2 separate regions of the Ovis aries genome follow, and region 1 is linked to region 2. The links are chromatin contacts, called in public Hi-C maps. All regions are on one chromosome and are shown on one strand. The core of a region is the stretch at or near the end of the contact, and the rest is flanking DNA. Distances in the headings are between cores, read along the strand shown.

The links. A called contact is a pair of places that touch in the nucleus more often than the background predicts.
Region 1: a contact with region 2 is called in a Hi-C map of blood, with 5 times the contacts expected there. The contact joins the promoter of LOC101119050 here to the promoter of MDP1 in region 2. A contact is called at or near these places in 4 of 16 Hi-C or Micro-C datasets (blood and muscle).

What each region holds. Positions count from the first base shown.
Region 1 is chr7:20,910,028-20,917,087 of ARS-UI_Ramb_v3.0, forward strand. LOC101119050 (dehydrogenase/reductase SDR family member 4) reads right to left here and starts at 5,094. Exons shown (of 6, transcript XM_060418943.1): 1 at 4,949-5,094; 2 at 3,134-3,311. The coding sequence starts at 5,079.
Region 2 is chr7:20,760,897-20,767,456 of ARS-UI_Ramb_v3.0, forward strand. MDP1 (magnesium dependent phosphatase 1) reads left to right here and starts at 2,342. Exons shown (of 7, transcript XR_001434898.4): 1 at 2,342-2,465; 2 at 2,585-2,645; 3 at 2,719-2,829; 4 at 3,156-3,263; 5 at 3,359-3,444; 6 at 3,616-3,760; 7 at 5,631-5,744. It overlaps NEDD8 (NEDD8 ubiquitin like modifier), which reads left to right. Exons shown (of 4, transcript XM_004010305.4): 2 at 186-233; 3 at 402-484; 4 at 1,051-1,420. The coding sequence ends at 1,147. It overlaps CHMP4A (charged multivesicular body protein 4A), which reads left to right and starts at 4,250. Exons shown (of 6, transcript XM_027971599.3): 1 at 4,250-4,339; 2 at 5,631-5,780; 3 at 5,870-6,047. The coding sequence starts at 4,309.

The sequences.
Region 1 (7,060 bases), core at 3,844-6,343, 150 kb after region 2:
TAATTCATAAGAGTCCTCCAAAAGTGAGTTGGGGGCCACTATGAAACTGGCTATCCAGGAGGGCCACGATGGAGGAGACGCCGGTCTGGGCTTAAAGCAGTTCCACGCTCAGTTATGATGCCTTTTCCTCCCCTCCCCCACCTTCTGCTTTTATTTTTTGGCCTGGAGGCATGGAAGATTCAAGGCAGAAACTGAGATTTAAACTGGGAAAACCAAGAGAGCCAACAGTTAACCTCCTTAATAAACTGTACGTAGGTGGTGAAGGCACGTGCTGGAGTAACGAATAGCCAGTCTTTCTGCCAGCATTCTGCCACTGGGCAAACAGACTTCACATTTGCCCAGACTTGGCAATTTTGATGCCTTGGGCAAACGGCGCTAAATGGGCCCTCAATCAACTTTGTGCTTCCCGATTTGGCACACAGAGGGGTGTTATTAACAATGTGTACCATCTGCTAACTCCCGTTTTTAACTAATTATTCTTGCTAACTAGGTGCTAAGCTCAGTTGCTTCCACACTGCTGAGGGGGATGCCTGGGCTGTCAACACGTAAATTTAACACATTTTAAGATCACATAATCTTTGCAAAACCTCTATCAGTACTCTCCTGCACCGTCTATATTTTGGTGTCCAGGTCACCTGCCTCGGCTCTGTGTAAGTCTCAAGGAAAACGTAGGATGAGTTAGAAAGTGATGTGTGCTGGGCCGAGTGCAGATGTGTTAGGGGTGGGGAGCCAGCGGACTGCCGCAGAATTGCCTGGAGCGCTCTTCCGGTTGGTCTGTGCATCCCGTCCCCTTCTCCTTCTAGGCCTATCAGCGTGGACAGGAGAGCAGGCTGGCTTTTGACTGAACAGAGACAGAGAACCGTGGAAGATTAATGGCAAATTTGCTATGACCACCCAGGTGTCTTCTAAGGCTTGCTCTAAATTGTGTGATTGCTACCCTAAAGTGGTTAAGAGTTGCTTGCTCTGTGTTCTGACAGGTCTTTTTTTTTTTTTTTTCTTTTTTTAAGTAGAATCAAGTGGAGAAGTGGCTGATCTGGTTTCAGCTCATGTTGCCTTTGAGAAGCTTCAAGGTGCAGCTTAGGAGGCCACTGGGGAATAACCATGCTCAGGGCAGCAGCTTCCCTCATCACAGGCTAGTGGCTGGCTATAGGCAGGACACATCTCAAACTGCCAACAAGTATCCTATCATTCTCCACTCGACACTGGTCTTTTCAACTACTTGAGAGTCAATTTTGATTCATCCCGCCTGGTCCCATTTCTTGACACCAGCCAGGGGGAAAAATTTTGGTTGGTTCCCACTAAACATCGCTTAGGCACATCTGTTCTTCCTGCCACTGCTCTAGACCCAAGTGACAGCATCAGCTTCCTCACCAATGTCCTTGCCCAGAGTCTTCATTTCTCCAATATATCCTTCCTACCAGTGCCAGATTATTGTTCTTTAGTAATTATTTCCACCTCACTCAAAATCTCGCGTGGATTCTTATCTCCTCCAAGAATGACTAAACTCCTTTGGGAGGCCATGGAGGTCCATGTCCCCCATCCTTCCCACCCAACCCATTTCCTACCAGGGCTCCTGAGCCTGTGCTCTCACACTGTGGGTTCACAGAGCACCCCACCCTCCCTTCCTTGACTATCTGCTCACTTTGCAGAATCATTTGGGATCCTGGCCCTAGGCCATCTGCCTAGTCCCACCCACTCCTCAAAGTCTAGCTCAAACCTCACTTCTGGGTCAGAGCTGCAGGATGGGCAAAGGGGACCTAGCGAGGGCCCAGAAGTCACCTTCCCAGCAGGATTTTGACAATAAGTGGCCACATACATTTCACATGACCACTAGTTGGTCCAGGATCCCAGGTGGCTCCCACCCTGAGGATCAAGGTCTTGGGCTCTGTCCAGCAGAGATGGCAGAGGTGGCCAGGCATGGTGGCCTTCTTGGACCCACAACTGACTGTCTCCAATGCACATTTGAGCATCTGCCAAATGACTCCTGACAAATGGAATAACCTGTGGTGTTTACTACGCCACTGTCTACAATCGTTTCATGCCCTCCTTGTCTAAGAGTACCCAAATTACTTCCACCGCTTTTCATTCTGTCAGCAGAGTATCTTTTGCTTCCCATCCCTGGGTAGATTCTTCCTGCCACTCCAAGAAATAAAGAGTGTGCCCTGAGCCTAGGAAAGAGTGGCCTCCTTTGTAAGATGTTTACCTGCAAGACTGGTGCCAACCAACTCTCGACACTGGTTTAGCCACGTTCTTTGAGACTAAAGTCCAAGAGGGCACCTAAGGCCTGACCTGGTAGGGAAATGCTTGGTAGATTGTAGGTAGCTTGGCTTCCCTGGTGGCTGCGACGGTAAAGAATCTGCCTGCAATGCAGGAGACCCGGGTTAGATCTCTGTGTCGGGAAAATCCCCTGGAGAAGGGAATGGCTAGGCACTCCAGTATTCTTGCCTGGAGAATTCCATGGATGGAGGAGTCTGGTGGGCTACAGTCCATGGGATCACATGACTCAGTGACCAACACAAACACACAGGTAGCTGGTAAGTCTGGGTTGGCTCATACCTCTTCCCTTACTGGTTGTGGGACCTTGGGGTGTTGCTCCAGCTTTCTGAACCATTCTTTAAACAGGGAGCATAGTCCCACCCTTGCTTGGGTTGTTGTTTGCAGATAACCCGTGAAAGGCTCGAGACAAAGTGAATGGCACACGGTGGCTGAAACAAAATGGGCTGCCTCCTATAGGTTCCTGGGCACTCAACTTTATAAACTGAAAAACCGGGGATTGATTGTTTCTTAGCCTATAGTGGGAATGCCTATTTACCCTTCTTATCTGCCCAATTAGACTGGAAGCTACTGGAGAACCAGGACCAACTGGAGTTTTTTGGGTGCCCCAAGGCACAATGCAGGGTAGAACAGTAGAGTGTTTTTTGGTTCTCTCACTGAAATGGGATGATTCTCGGAGACAGAACCGAAAGGCATACATAAAAATGTGCTGGTGGACTGGTGTGGGTATGTGGAATGCACTATTTTATTTTAGTGAACAGTGCTGGTTTGGATTACACCCATGTTGTCTAGGAAGGCCAGTGCAGGCTGCCTCCTTTCTGCTGTCTCGTGGCTCTGGACCTGTATGTCTGCTGCTTACCGTGGCCACCAGCCGCTCCCGGTCCTCAGCCTTCCCTACGTGGCACACGGTGCCCGAGACGCTCAGCCCTTCCCCTTGCAGTGCTGCCACTGCCCGGTCCACATTCTGCTGCTTCCGGCTGCTGACCACCACGTGGGCCCCGTCCTGCGCCAGACGCCGGGCGATGGCAAAACCGATCCTGTGGGCAGAGAGAGAGAAGGACTTTTAAGCCTGGTACAGGAAGAGGGGGAGAGCATGGGCTCTTAAGTCAGGCTGCTTTCTGTAGGACCTCCACCTGTTAGGATTAATGGCACAGCCATTACCATACAGATGGACATGCTTAGCATCTTTTTGGCACTGGTTTACTATTTTTATTATGGTTTTGGCCCTCAGTCTAGGTTCCCAGGAAGTGATAACACCTTCCATAGGTGTTATCATAGGCTCCATACCCTATAGGGACTGAGGGGAGAGAGAAATGACTTAGGGGTATAGCAAGCAGCAGTGATTTCCATGATTGGAGAGTCTCAGAAAAGCCTTTACCCCTAAATAATTTCCTTAGGACAGTAGTCTACATCATCTCAATATTCTATTGTTAGTTATGTTTTGGGGTACATATGAAACGGGGTCTCTGGTTCAGTCAGTTCAGTTCAGTCGCTCAGTCGTGTCCGACTCTTTGCGACCCCGTGGGCTGCAGCACCCAGGCCTCCCTGTCCATCACCAACTCCTGGAGTTTACTCAAACTCATGTCCATTGAGTCAGTGATGCCATCCAACCACCTCATCCTCTGTCATCCCCTTCTCCTGCCTTCGATCTTTCCCAGCATCAGAACTGAACTGACTAGTTATATTTTGGAGTACATATGAAACTGGGGGTCTCTGGTTATGAACATAAATTTTTTACATTCATAGGAGAAAGGGTTATACATTAAAAAAAAATTATCTACCTGGCTATATGGGTCTTGGTTGGTCCATGTGGGATCTAGTTCCCTGACCAGGGATTAAACCTGGGGCTCCTGCATTGAGAGCATGGAGTCTTAGCCACTGGACCTCCAGGGAAACCCCCAGGGCCACACATTTTGCGCTTGTTAGCCATTTGCTGCCAAGTCGCCTCAGTCGTGCCCCACTCTGTGCGACCCCATGGACTGCAGCCTACCAGGCTCCTGCGTCCATGGGATTTTCCAGGCAAGAGTTCTGGAGTGGGGTGCCATTGCCTTCTCCAGGTTTCCCCATTTATATGTATTCTAACTTTGTGAAGAGCTGGCATCTAGCAGGGGTCTGTGGGAATGAGAAACAGGGTAGGTCACAGTGGCTGGTAAGAAACAGGCTGGGCAAGAGAGGCCACAGTATACTGAACTAAACAAGAACCTGGACACATGACTTGTGTCCCCTCTAGGGAAGGGGCAAAGTTCTGTGAGGCTCCTGGGGGTGCCACAGTGGGGGTGTCTGGAACATTTCCACAGTCGGTGTAGGCAGTGCATAGGGTGTTTGAAATCTGGACTGTCTTGGACTTCCGGCCTCTGGTCTTCCCAGACTCTAGGTGGAGCCAGTTGATTGGGGCGGCCCAGAACCCCAGGAGACAGGATAGACGGGGTAGGGTGAGGGGCAACGCCAAGGCGGCGGACTCGAGCCAGGGGCGGCAGTGACAAGAGCGCTGTTAACTGCAAAGGTGGGGGGAGCGGAATCTGAAGGGGGCTGCAGGCCAACCACGTGCTGCCTTTCTTCCAGGGCCAGCTCTGGCCGCACGGGAGGGCTGAAGAGAGGGCGCGGGAGGCCAAGGACAAGGGGTATCACCTGTTTGCAGACAACGGGGGACTCAGAGACTCACTCGGGCACTCACCCGTCAGTGGAGGCCGTTACTAGGGCCACCTTATTCTCCAGCGGGTTCCGGCGCGCCATCCCGCAGCTGGCCATCCGGACCGACTTCCACGACCGCGCACAGGCACCCAAAGGCAGTCGCACCTTCAGCATGGCGCCGGCCGGTTCAGGGTTCTGCACCGCCCAGGGGAGGTGACAGTGGGGCAGGGCGAGGGGCAAGGCGAAGAGTGAATCGCCTCCTGGCTCGGCGGCCCGCTCCCCTCCCAGCTTCTGGCTCCCGGATCCCGTCTCCCCGCCCCTCTTAAGCCCTAGATCGGGACAGCTCCTCCCGCTCCGCGCGGGCCCTAGGCCAGGGGAGCCGGCCGTGGCCAAGAGCGCCCCCTGCCGTTTGTGGCCCCCGCGCCCCTAGATCCCCTGCTCGCCCTGGCCGGCCCGGCTTGGGACGGTGCTGTCGGTTCCGGTTCCCTGTGGGGCCCTCCCCACCTCGGGGAGCTCGTAGACTTCCTTGTCCTCCCTCTCCTCCTCCCACCTCTGCTTGCCCACGTCAGTTCTTGGGGCAGAGGGGACTTTAACTGTTTGCTTTTGCTTCCTAGAACTTCAAGGTGGGTTTTGTTTTCCAAGAAAGTCTGGGTCCACGTTTGTGACAGCTCAAAGGAGGCCAGATGTTTTGAGATTGCTCATGGGGGTGAGGCTCCTCCTGAGGGTCTCAGGGGAGCCTGGAGGAGCCTACGGGAGACGCCTGATGGAGAGGAGCAGGGCTAGGCCTGCACTGCCCTTCACTCTGGCTCAAGTTCTCCTCCATCCCCATAGGCCTGGAGGGTAGACTCTGATCACCAGGGGTAACCAGCGTGCAGAATTAAAGATCCTGACCTGACAGGATCTCTTATATCCTCCGCTCTAGAGAACTTCTCTAGGCCTAAGTGGTAGCAAGGAGGCTAGAGTGTCCCCTAACCAGTGGTGGAAATTCAGAGCACTCAGGAGCACTCAAGTGCTTCATAATCACTGTGTCCCCAGGTCTTAGCCTCCATCCTAGTTCAATAAATATTTGTTGAATGTAAAAGCATTTTATAAACTTTGAACTACTAAACACATAGTAATTATTGCTACCATAGAGTAATTATTATTGCTGCCACAAGCCAGGCTCTCCATCTGTAAGCTGAGGGTGCTGGGGTAGATGATAGATAAGGTCCTCTCCAGCTATAAATTCTGTGTCCAAGACTTCAGCCCCTACTTCTCCCAAGTGGGCTGAAATGATCTCCCTCCTGGGTTTCTGGGAGAATTAATAAATCTGGATGGCTTATGATACACTGAAGAAAGGCCCGGCAGACCCAGTGTCAGCATCTGAATTGGTTTAACCCTGTGGCCTCCAAATGCCAGACTGAGAAGCTGTGTAGATCCAAGGCAAAGTTTTCACTAGTTCAAGGCAAAAAATAAAAAGAAAATACAGTGTTTCATAAAGCTAAGCTTATTTAATTTAAGAGATAGTCCTTTATTCTGGGATATGCTTTTGCTCTTTTTAATTATTTTTTGGTGTTAGTCTTTCTGTTAAGAGAATATGATGAAAGCAGATGGGTAGGTTAAGAAAAGGGTTGTTAGTTGGTGAAATCACCAGTCTGGCAACCTGATGTCAATCCCTACAATTAGAGGAGAGAGAATCCCGGTCTGTGAAATTCAGTTCCGGGATTGCTGTTTAACAGAATTCATACTTGCTAAAGGTTCAGGTAGTACATGTGTAGGTCAGCTGAGCAGCCAAAAAGATTTCAGCATCTAAAAGTGTATGAGTAGTGAATGATATAACAAACATGCACTGGATTTATAGTTTATTCCTCAATCGAGATGTTATATAGCTGTGATATTCAGCACATCTCGATGAGATAAGAGAGCTTGAGTCTAATTTTCCCCATGTGTGGGGAAAACTGACTCTGACTGGTGCCCCTCAGTCTGAACCTCATGAATTATTGACAACAGAGGCTGGATAGCATGACACTCCTCTTCCTCCTGACCTGTTCAGAGCTAATGCACTGTGGGAACCCTTCCCAGGGCTTGCTACCTGCCTGTGGGGCTGGGGGAGGGGATTTAGGACTGAAGCAGAGCCTCTCAGGGCTTTGGCTCAAAGGGACAGGCCTGTAAGGCA
Region 2 (6,560 bases), core at 1,092-3,591:
GTTCACAGCCTAAAAATGTCTGAAATTGGGTCTGAGCAAATACTCCTGACACTTCAAATCAACTTTGCTGAGAATGTGCATTTCTCAGGAGGGAGTCAATCCCCCAAGGCTAGGCCAGGATGTTTTACCTAGGAGACAAATTGTATACTGAACTATAAGACTTATGAAAGCCTTGCCTATTTCAGACGCTGACCGGAAAGGAGATTGAGATTGACATTGAACCCACGGACAAGGTAGTGTATGCCCAGTACCTCTCCAAGCCTATCTCCCTACATGTGCCTTTGCCTGGGTATGCTGATGAAATTAGTCCTTTTGCTCTCATGCGATCTGCATAGCTCTTGTTCTTTCCACTTCCATGGTCCCTCCCCCTGAGCAGCCCCTGACTACTTGTACCCCTAAAGGTGGAACGAATTAAGGAGCGTGTGGAGGAGAAAGAGGGGATTCCACCACAGCAGCAGCGGCTCATCTACAGTGGTAAACAGATGTAAGTATGGAATGGAAATGAAGGTATGGTGATGGGATTTTTTTTTTTGGCTATGCTAGGTCTTTGCGGCGCTGGCTTTGCTCTAGTTGAAGCGCGTGGGGTTCTCAATGCCGTGACTTCTCTTGTTGCAGAGCACCAGCTGCAGGGCGTGTGGGCTTCAGTAGTCTCAGCTCCCGGGATCTAGGGCACAGGCTCAACAGCTGTGGTACATGGGTTTAGCTGCTTCTCAGCATGTGGGATCTTTCCAGATCAGGGATTGAACCTCTGTCTCCTGCACTGGCAGGTTGATTCTCTGCCACTGAGCCACCAGGGAAGTCTGAAAATATCTCTAATTTCTCTTGTTAACAGGTTACCTATATTGCTAATTCCTCTGTGGGCTTTTGTCTGTGTTCAAAATTGAAAGAAATATCAAGTTACAGTTGGGGGTTAGTAAAAACATAAAAGATGTAATTTATTTTCTCATATGCACTCATAGATCTCCAGAGATCCATGAAACCCAGGTCAAGAGTGCCACTCTAAAGGGTGTTGCTAACAACTTGTTTTCCTGTTTTTGCCTCTTCCTGTAGGAATGATGAGAAGACGGCAGCTGACTACAAGATACTAGGTGGCTCAGTCCTCCACCTGGTGTTGGCTCTGAGAGGAGGGGGTGGTCTTAGGCAGTGATGGACTCCGCTCCGCTTGACCTCCCTGCCCTGTCACTCATAATGAGGCATCGTATATCCTCTCCCTCTGTGGGACACCAGAACCACTCCCCGCTCCCCTGGCTGCCCAGTCTTGTGTGTCTGCTGGTGGGAGACTGTGAGGACCCCAGGAGGCAGTGTTCCTGGCCCAGAGGGCCCTTGCTGGCTACTGGGTTTTAGTTTGCAGTCCTGTGTGCTTCGCTCTCTTATGGCTGTGTCCCTGGTTCTCAATAAAATATTTCTTGACCTCCTGGAATCTTTCTTCTATTGCACAAATGTGACTGAAATCAAAGTGGACCCAGGGAATTCCCCAGTGGTTCAGTGGTTAGGATTCCGTGCTTTCACTGCTAAGGGCTAGAGTTCAGGCCCTGGTTGGGGAACTAAGATCCCACAGAACCAGTCGGATCTTAGTTTTGGGTGTGGTAAAAAAAAACCCAGAACGGACCCGGTGCACACCCAGTTACACCAGGCTGAAGGACTGTGACAATGGACAGGAATGCACCCTTGGAGGAATTCTCAAACTGTAAGTGTATATACTCAGGAGTGTGCCAGAGCCAACTGTTACTTGTGCCAGAGTTAATCGCTGGCATCTTTCCCAGCCCCATATTAACTGACTTCATGTTGGTAGCTTGAAATTGGCCACGGTCAGAGTATTTACAGAAATTGACAATACAAATCAGTCCTTCCCCCCAAACTGGTTGTTAAATATCTTTCAGCATACTATTGATGTAGGTGTTAGAAACCAGGAGAGTGAGTTCTCTCCCATTGAGATGCTACAGGTCATTTGGGCCTGGTTCAAGAAAAGCCCTCAAGAGCTTAATCAACACTACATTTTTTTATGGCTGGAATATTGCTGAGGGCTCAGGTTTCTATACCATGAGAGGCTGATATTGAGATAGGATGAGGAGTGATGAGCTATGATGGATCACTTTAGGTCTCGGTGAGATAAAATGAGAGAGGGATACTAGAAGAAAGGGCTTCCCTTCGTTGGCTCCTCTAGTTCAGTAGAATATGGTGAGCCTAGGTGAGGTGGAGAAACAAGGGAAGATACCTTGCAGAGACCTGAGGGTCATGGGAGCGATGGTACTTTGCTGAGGTCCTTCCCCTCCTCCACCACGAGAGGGCGCCCTTGTGCGGTCTTGGGACCGACCTTCTCAGCTCGGCTTGGCGACGCTCTAGTCGCCGTTTCTCTGAGGCCAGCCGGCGGCCACCGAGCTGTGAGAGCAAGGCCTGCCTCCGTGCGCACAGCCTGCGGGCACCGGTCATGGCGCGACTTCCGAAACTCGCAGTCTTCGATCTAGGTGAGGGACCGGATTGGGGCAAGTTTCGTAAGGCACAGTATTTCTCCAAACCCCAGTACCTGCTCTTGTGGCCCTGCACCAGCGCAGGCTGAGACACCCCCACCTTCTTCCTCTCGCAGATTACACGCTCTGGCCGTTCTGGGTGGACACGCACGTAGACCCCCCGTTCCACAAGAGCAGGTGAGGCAGGGCTGGGGAGGCCTGGGGCCAGGCTGGGCTCCGCGGGAGCTGAGCGCACTCTCGCCCTCTCCAGTGATGGAACTGTACGAGATAGGCGGGGCCAGAGCATCCAGCTGTACCCTGAGGTGCCTGAGGTCCTGGAACGATTGCGGGGCCTGGGAGTGCCCATTGCGGCCGCTTCACGGTAAGAAGAGGGACTGAGTCGGTCTAATGTTGAGAGATGTGTGCAGGAGGAGACTTCCGTGTAACCCTTTGGCTGCAAAAATTTAGGCTGTGCAAATTTGCAAGTATTTGTACGTTTTCGAATTGTACCCTCTGCTGTGCATTTTGTAATTTAATAAACATTGGCTCAGTGGTACCCGTGTCAGACAGGAAGGATATGGAATTGAAGCTGGACGGAAGATGCTTGCCCATCCCGGACAAACAAGAAGTTGATTTCCCCCTGGTTACACGTAACTTCACTTGAAGCCTTGGCCCTCCATTCTCCCCATCTACTATACCTTTTTGTAGGACAGGTGAGGTTGAAGGAGCCAACCAGCTGCTGGAGCTCTTTGACCTTGTCAGATACTTTGTTCATCGGGAAATCTATCCAGGCAGCAAAGTCACGCACTTTGAGAGGTACGAAGCGATAAGTCGTGAGGCAGGGAGAGAAGACCAGGGAGTCTGGAGGGGCTAAGAAGCCAGAGTGCTCACTCCCACCCTGTCTTGCACAGGTTGCAGCGGAAGACCGGAGTTCCTTTCTCCCAGATGATCTTCTTTGATGATGAGAAGAGGAACATCGTAGATGTCAGCAAACTGGGTACTAAGTGGTGAGGCTAGCCATTTGGGGAATGAGGAGAAAGGCTTCCTAAGAGGGAAAGGGTTGATAGGTATGTACAGGATATTTTGCATGCAGGTGATGCCCAAAAAGGCGAGCGTCCTAACTGGGAGCCCCGAAGGCCTGATGAAATGCGGCTTCTTTTCTTTCTAGGTGTTACCTGCATTCATGTCCAGCATGGAATGAGCCTTCAAACCCTAACTCAAGGATTAGATGCATTCACAAAGGCCCAGGCTGGACTCTGAGGTCCAGTCATTTGAGGCACAGAACTGAAAGGAAATCAGGAGGGCATTTTCAGGTGCATTTGTAAATTATTAAAGTGTATTTGTGTGCGGCAGAAGAGATCTTATCCTGTGTGGGTTGTTTCTGTTTTGACCTGGGGTGGGCCATCCGGAGGTGCAAAGACCAGACTGTGAGGCACTGGTGCCGCTTTATAAACTTGTGGCAAACCTACTGTGATCTCCTTGTGCTCTCCCCATTCCCACCCCTCTCCCGAGCTCTGTCAAGGGCATAAAAAAACTCTTCCACTGGCCCCAAGTAGTAGGGTGCATTACCCTGCCACATTTCCTTCCAGGAAACAGTTTGTTCGCGGGTTGGAGTGGGGCGGCCTTTTTATACAGCGGGAAACGAAGCGGCCGCTTTGAGAGGAGCGCGTGGGTTTGGGGCTGGTGTGTTGGCTCACGTGATAGCAGTGGTCTCACTGGCGCCTGTTGATGATGTCGCCGCGGTGCCCTAAGGAGGGATTGGCCGAGGCCGGTCTCGGAGTGATGCGTACGGCACCTTCCCTGAGCAAGGCGGAAGCGGTCGGGATACCGTGGGGCGGAGGCGGGAGAGGCGAGGGTCGCGATGAGTGGGCTTGGCCGGCTGTTCGGGAGGGGTGAGCCCGGGCGAGACTGGCCCCCGGGAGGTGCGGGCCGCAGGGGGCTGGAGGCGGGGAGAGCCGGAGACGCTGTCTGGAAAACCCCGATAACCCGGCCTTCTCCCGAGCCAGCACCGCAGCTTGTGAGCGTGCGCGGTTCCAGCTGCCTTCCTCGCGAGGGAAGAGCCCGAGGCCCCGGAGGGGGCGCGAGTGGAGGGCGTGGCTACTGTGCTGGCTCCCACTGTTGAGGCTTTTGGGACGAGTTTCTTGGCAACCAGTCCTTTCCAAAACACTGGTGCTTCCCAAGAAAGCTAGCCCTCTTGAGCTCCTCTGAGGTGGGGGAGACAGGCAAAATCTGGCATTTACAGTGTGGTGTGGCAACTCCGTAATGGAGATTTTCCCGAAAGCCAGGGGCACACAGAAGAATCAGGGTGGCAGATGGTGATCCGGAGTCTAGAAGTATGCCAAGCGGGGGGTGGGGGGTGGGGGGTGGAAGGGTGGTTGAGGTTCTCTAGGAAGAGGTAACTGTGCAAAACAGAGGCAGGTAAAAGTGTGGTATATTTAGGGAAAAGTTCTGACCTCTGAGTATGGGTGGGTGTGCGTGTGTGTGTGAAGGACCCTGTGTATCTTGTTAAAAAACCTTTTTTGGATTTTATTCTGTGCAGAGTATGGAAGGATCTTAAGCAGGCTCAGGCCTTCAGCTTTTTTTTTTTAAATAAGTCTGTTAAAAGTACAGAAGATAAAGGGAAAAATTGAGATCAGATTTTTTTCTTTAGCCTCCATGCTCTGTTCAATTTGATGCTGTGGAGTCAGGACCTTGAGTATCTTCTAGGATGACAAGTGGAACAGTGATTATAAAATATGATTGAACTCTGGTGGGGAACGAGATAATGAGGAGGTTATGCATGTGTGGGTGCCGGCGGCACATGGGAAATCTTTGTACCTTCCACTTGCTCAGTTTGCTGTAAACCCAAAACTGTTCTAAAAAAAACAGTCTATTAAAAAATAAAAAAAGATTGGAAATGACTTGAAATGTAGTTAGGAATAGCAAAAGGATCCTAGCTTTGAAATTCATGCTGTCTCATTTCAGTTCCTTGCAGTCTCTTATACAGCAGTTGTGATTTTAGATCAAAATGTTAACCTCTTTGTGCCTGTTTTCACATTTGTAAACTGGAGTTGGTACATTTCATTGTAGAAAGTCGTTTGGGGATTAACAACACTATTAAGTGCCTGGCACATACCATGCACTCCACAATCAGTGGCTAATATTTTTCCTTCACACAATGTGGGCTGCTCCATTGAATTCCAGGAAAGAAGGAGAAGGGGCCAACCCCTGAAGAGGCAATACAGAAACTGAAGGAGACGGAGAAGATATTGATCAAGAAACAGGAATTTCTGGAGCAGAAGATTGAACAGGAGCTACAAACCGCCAAGAAGCATGGGACCAAGAACAAGAGAGGTAATGGGGGAGGGAAAGGTGCCACCAGGGAGGGCCCAGGGGGAAGCAAGCGCTTCTGGCTCTGATGTTCAGGGTGTGGGCTGGATCAGCTGCCCTACAGGCTTTGCGGAGGAAGAAAAGGTTGGAACAGCAGCTGGCACAAACCGACGGGACATTATCCACCCTGGAGTTTCAGCGTGAGGCCATTGAGAATGCCACCACCAATGCAGAAGTGCTTCGTACCATGGAGCTTGCTGCCCAAGGCTTGAAGAAGGCCTACCAGGACATGTGGGTATGGGGGGAGGGGAGGAGGGGGCCTAGGCACTGGGGAGAGCAGCTTGGTTTTGTGCTGTGAATCTTAAAACCTCTCCAGATGTGAACTGAGAGTAGAGATACCTGTGACGGCGAGACCTCTGTCAGCCTTCTTGCTTACTACAAGATGACCTCTGCTGGCTGGGACATTCTAGGGAGGAAAGATGATTTTCCTTTTTTTTTTTTTTTTCCCTTTTTGGTTGTGACGAGCAACTGTGGGATCTTAGTTCCCCAACCAGGGATTGAACCTGGGCCCCCAGCAGTGGGAGTATGGAATCTTAACCACTGAATCACCAGGGAAGTCCCAATTTTTCTCATTTTTAAAGACCCTTCAGAGAGAGCAACCAGTCTTCCCCATTGTGGCTTCATGTCATTTCTCAGCCCAAGTTTGTCTCTATACTTTTCCAGGGGTCTCTTTTACCTGGTAGCCATGGATTTGTCAGCCTGAAGCCACAGGCAGGAAGGACGTCATTCATGTGAGATTAAAAA